2 separate regions of the Mus musculus genome follow, and region 1 is linked to region 2. A link is a contact called in public Hi-C data. All regions are on one chromosome and are shown on one strand. The core of a region is the stretch at or near the end of the contact, and the rest is flanking DNA. Distances in the headings are between cores, read along the strand shown. Region 1 has its middle 62 kb from the start of Gm36076. Region 2 overlaps Ldb2 (LIM domain binding 2).

The links. A called contact is a pair of places that touch in the nucleus more often than the background predicts.
Region 1: a Hi-C map of uterus shows a contact between it and region 2, with 2.2 times the contacts expected there. The contact joins two enhancer-like sites. A contact is called at or near these places in 2 of 484 Hi-C or Micro-C datasets (both in uterus), 2 of 115 datasets of contacts at active chromatin or transcription factors (embryonic stem cells and fibro-adipogenic progenitors) and 1 of 9 other capture datasets (adipose tissue).

What each region holds. Positions count from the first base shown.
Region 1 is chr5:44,862,224-44,864,923 of GRCm38.p6, forward strand. No RefSeq gene overlaps it. Among named protein-coding and RNA genes, the nearest start is that of Gm36076, 62 kb to the right of the region's middle. Within about 2 kb of position 1,313, at least 11 of the 459 cell types and tissues checked have an H3K27ac peak or open chromatin away from gene starts, as enhancers often do. A contact at or near this core is called in uterus, where this site is marked.
Region 2 is chr5:44,592,337-44,595,036 of GRCm38.p6, forward strand. All of the region lies in intron 2 of Ldb2 (LIM domain binding 2), which reads right to left. Among named protein-coding and RNA genes, the nearest start is that of Gm40297, 160 kb to the left of the region's middle. Within about 2 kb of position 1,290, at least 51 of the 459 cell types and tissues checked have an H3K27ac peak or open chromatin away from gene starts, as enhancers often do. A contact at or near this core is called in uterus, where this site is marked.

The DNA of each region.
Region 1 (2,700 bases), core at 63-2,562, 270 kb after region 2:
TGGCTTAACATATTCTGTTGCCAGTGATGTCTTTTTGTATTTGTTGTTTGAAGTAAAATCACACTCTGTAGACTGGGCTGGCTTAACCTGACTCTGTAGCCCAGATTGGTCCATCCTCCTAAATTAATATGATAAACACATGCCGCATCACAAGGCCCAGACCATAGTGTCCTTATGGGAGGTAGATTGAGACTTCATGGCTGAAGAGGAAAAGGTGATACAACTATAGGAATCCTAGGAGAGATGGAGAAACTGGAAGATGATCCATGGCTGGCTTTGAGGATGGAGGGACAATCATGGATCAGAGACTATAGAAACTCACTAGGAGCTGGGAAAAGCAAGTGAATGGATTCCCCCTTAGGCGTATGAGGAGCCAACCCTGCTGGTATCTCAACCACGTCTTTCAGACAGTATCACACTTCCAGAGCTTCTAGAACAATAAATCTGTGTAAGCCATGATAGTGAGTTAGTGTCAGTTCATTATAGTAGCAAATGGAAATTAATATTTAGTACTCAAAATGGCAATCAGTCCTCCCACTTCTGAGTTGGAAGTGGTTAGATCAAGGGTTTAAGGTTAGATTTGATGACATAGTGAGCTAAGGCCAGCCTTGTCTGTGGGAGAACCTGTTTCAAAAACTAAACCAAAAAAAAAAAAAAAAAACCCAAATAATTCAAACAAGCAAACAAACAAACAAACAAATGAACAGTAGGGCAGCAGCAACAAATACCAGTGAAAACTGTTTACAAAAAGAACATAAGCAAAAATGTAAAATGTTAACATCTTTACAAAAAGATCCATGGACCCTATTAACCATTGTTAATAAGCTAAAGTATTTCCTTTTGGTATTTAACTCTAAGAATTCTCAAACACAGTGAGAGCACAGTGGGGATTTCTTTACCTGGCATTGAAGAAACTGGCAAAAGCATTCTCAGGAAACAGTCCAAATAATGAACCACTCCCTTAAAATGTCAACAGTTCAACATTTTAATCCTTTTTTCCCCAAAAGATCTTGGATGCCCATGTTTCTTCCTGTAAAGACTGGACCTCTAGTACTTTGTTTTTAATTAGAATTAAAATTGTTATTTGAGAATTGATACATTTATACGATGAAATATTATATTCATCCCCATATCTCTCCTCCAATTCTCCCCATCACCTCACATATCCTTCTCCAGTTTTAATGTCTTTCATTTTACTTTAACAACCCACCAAGTCCAGTTAGAGCTGCCCACATGTGCATGGGTAAGGAGCATCCAAAAGTGTGGGTATCCTCCCAGAGGAATTGCCTCACAGTTACTTCCTCCCCCAGCAACTCTCAGCTGCCACCAGCTCCACGCATAGGCGAGGAGCCTGGAGAACACCTCCTCCATCTAGGTCAGCATTCTGACTGGCTTGATCTTGTGGGAGCAGTCACAAATGACATGGAATTCATAAATGCAAGGGCCACGTCATGTCCAGAAAACAGCATTTTACAGCTCATTCTCATCTGCTCTGACCTTTTCTCTCTCCTCTTCAGAAACATTCCCTGAGCGGATAGAATAGTGGGTAGTAGCCCTGCCTGTTTAACCTTCTTCATTGTCTCTTCCCCCACTTCTTTCTTCTTTCCCATCTCTCCTTCTCTCCCTCCATTTCTCCATCCCTCTCCCTCTTTTTCTTCTCCACTTTCCTTTTTTCTTTAAGGCTGTAACCGAGGCTCTTAAACGTGCCTGGATAAAATAGGACCCAGGAATTCAAACCCCTTCCAGCACACAGAGATGTTGATCTCAGACTGCTAACATATTTCAAACTCCCCTGAAGTTCTCTGGTGTCTGAATCCCGCAGGCAGATTATTCTAATTGCCTCTCTCCTACTCTCTGGATGGCTGGGTCACCTCCACCCACTGCTTCTCCTCCTGCTTGCAGCAAGCTCTGGCCTTTTAAAATTGCTGCTTCTAATGTGCTACCAAAATAGGGAATCAGAAAACTAAGCTTGTAACAATAGCTTCTGAAAGAAGAGCTAAGCTTCCTAAGTGGTTTTCTTGTGTGTAGCTCTTGGGGACATGTGCATTTATTTATTTGTGTGTATGTGTGTGTGTGTGTGTGTGTGTGTGTGTGTGTGCATGTCAACTGGGGATATGGCTGCTGGATCAGTTGCCTAGTTATCAGTTTTTGATCTTTTTATTTCTTTGTCTGTCCAGCTATAAATTCTATAGGCAGTTGTATTCTACCAATATAGATTTTAAACAGGCTTGATTTCTTGTGTACCTACTGTGAGTTGGACACTGTAAGCTCTACCCCACATGGGGTCTTGGCTGGCATAGTGCATTCTATAGAACGCATGGCACCTCATCTTCCACTCAAATTTGTGAAATGAAATACCTGAATCTTGCTGTTCACTGAGCCCATCTCCCTCTGAGGCTGGGACAAAAGGGCAGGGAAGTCTCTGCTGATTCTCTGGAACACAAATGCTAACAAATGTGTCTTGTTAGTCTGCTGTCAGGGGCGAGATGTGTATCAGGAAGGCTGTGTGTCTGAAGACACTAGAATAATTCCCTTCTAATAAGTTTCCATCTTACCGAGAAGCTGAAATGCTGCCAGGAGCCTTCTAAGAGGTCGGCTCACAGCATTGGAGTGTGGGATTAGATGTGTCTACATTTCTGAGAAAGGCCAAGGCCAGCTGAGCCCCACCCATGTGGGCATTCAGTCCTTAAAACAGGAGCC
Region 2 (2,700 bases), core at 40-2,539:
GCTGTGAAGCCAATAAGCGCTAGACACTAGACTGAGCCTGGAGCCTAAGGATTGTGGGGCCAGGATGGGGAACATGGATCTTGAGAACCAGAAATAGAGAGAGAGAGAGAGAGAGAGAGAGAGAGAGAGAGAGAGAGAGAGAGAGAGAGAGAGAGAGAGAAAGGGAGGGAGGGAGAGAGAGAGAGGGAGAGAGAAAGGGAGGGAGGGAGAGAGGGGGGGAGGGAGGGAGGGAGGGAGGGAGGGAGAAGGGGGAGGGAGGGAGGGAGAGAGAGGGGGGGAGGGAGGGAGGGAGGGAGGGAGAGAGAGAGAGATGCTTACTATCAGGACCTCAGAAGGGTCTCTACTTCAAACACTTCCCAGGCACCCAGACAAACATGGTCTAGCTCTCATACCCACCTCACCCTTTAGGCTCTGTCAAAGGAGACAGCAGCTGTATTGTGGAAGTGGGGTAGGAAGGAGGTGAGCCAAGAGGAGCAGGAAGAACAGAGCTGTGGGTGCTTCCCCTCACACAGCCTCCACCCTGAGTTGGGCCTGGACCGTACAGCAGACTGGCTCTCCATCAATTCAGGCTTTGGCCGTGCCACAGCAGCAGATAGTCTAGTAACTTCACAGAGACCCATGCTTGAAATTTCAGAGGCTGGAGGCTGGCTGAGAATGGGAAAACAGATGTGGATAGCATTATTCTGGGACACTGAGGTAGGATAGGAGGGGACACAGGGTTGCAATAGTAGCCCAGAAATGAGGTAGCTACTTGGAGCTTTCAACTGTAATGTTATACAGACAAACTATAGTAGCTATAACTAACAGTTCCAACCAAGATGACTGCATTTTGGAATAGGGTGAGTCCTAATTTCACAGGAGCATCCTTATAAATGGAAAGAGAGGGAAGAGCACAGGGAAGAGGGTCTTGTGAAGACAGCGGGGGCACTCACAGTGAAACAGTAAGAGACCAAGGCACGCCAAACCTGTCCGCAACCTGCATCAGAAGCTGACAGAGAATCACCGGACAGAGTTTCCCCGCAGAAGCCCGGAAGGGCTGAACCTATCCTATTGGCATCTCGCTTTTAATCTTCTGGCCTCTCGAATTGGAAGGGAGTTGGTTCCTTTGACTTTATGCAACCAAGGTTTTGGCAGTATGTTTTAGCACCCGACCATAAAGAAAACAACCCAGGTACGAGTGGAGATAGCCATCAATGAAACAAGGCAGTGTTCTATCGCAACCTCCACTACGAGCCTGTGCTGAACAGTACCATACGGGTGCTTTTCCTTTGCCTCTTCCGGCTCATACGGAGAAATAATGAGGCAACGAAACTTCACTAAGTCCAGCTGTGGCCTGGGATGCTGCTCAGGGGTAGAGCCAGAAGGCAAGTGAAACAGCATGGAGAGGAGAGGTAAACTCCTGGGCCTGTAGCTGTTCTCCTAGCTGCAGCCCCACGAGTTTTTTTCTCAGCCTCCGGAAAGAGCCAGGCTGCTGCAGCAGACAGAATAAATATAAATGAAAGCGGCTTCCTACCATTTCAAGAAACCCTTCTCTGCTGATTCCCTGAGCCTTGCCTCCTGTTAGGAGAAAAAAAATCAAGTATCTGAGGACTTCTGTCTTCGCGGACGCCTTCTGAAGCTCTGGCTCCGTGCTGTCTGTGGCTCCCTCCCGTTACCTACTGTTGGGGAACCGTTTTTATGGAGACAGGCCCTTGGGGAGAAAATTGTACAATGTTTTGCCAAATCCAAAACATGGAGAGCTCCAGGGCACTCAAAGAGCAAAACCCTGGACAGAGGCCAGCCCAAGAGCAATGCTGGCATCTCCCCCTCACTGGATTTTGACAAAAGAGGCAGTAGTTGTTTTCTAACAGAGTTTCATTGTCTTTCTCTCTCTCTTTCTTTCTTTCTTTCTTTCTTTCTTTCTTTCTTTCTTTCTTTCTTTCTTTCTTTCCTTCTCTCTCTCTGTCTCTGTCTGTCTGTCTGTCTGTCTGTCTGTCTCTCCTTCCATCTCGCTCCATTCCTTCCCCCCTCTCTCTTTCTTCCTTCCTTTCAGTATGTGGTGGTAATGGAAGCCCCCCCACCCACCCAAAAAGGACCTTATTCCATCTACATTGTGTGGTTGGGAAGCTTCCTTTGGGATGCAGAAGTGATGGAGAAAGAAGGCATACGGGAGCTTCATGAACACTGGGTTAATCTGCTGAACACTATGTCTACCTGCTGGGTAAGCATTGTCATTACATAGTACCTGTGAATGTCAAGGCATAAGAAAAACACGGAGAAGGTGACAGAAAAGTTAAATGACCCCCAGAAATGGGGAAATCACCTGCATCATATCTCAGAACTCTACCAGCTCTAGCACTGGTCCTGACGAATGTCTTTAAGGGATCTGCAATGCGTGTGCACCACACCCCTGGCTTTCCCAGTGCTGGTGCTGCTAGGCGAGGAAGAGTAGTAAGACAGTGACAGCTCTCTTGCCAGGAGCCAAACCTTGAGCTACATTTCTAATCTGTTCTGTCTCAGGTTGCCTTTCAGATGTGAGAGAGGCCACACTCTGCTCTTGAAAAGACTAATGTCACTGTTATGAAGAAACTGAGGGAGCCTCTCAATGAGTATATCCATCAGTCCTGAGAGTTTACAAAGCTGACAGGGGCTCTGCTGACTTGTCAACAATCTGCGTCCCCCACCCCACTCCCATCACAATAGCAGGCAAAGGCAGAATGA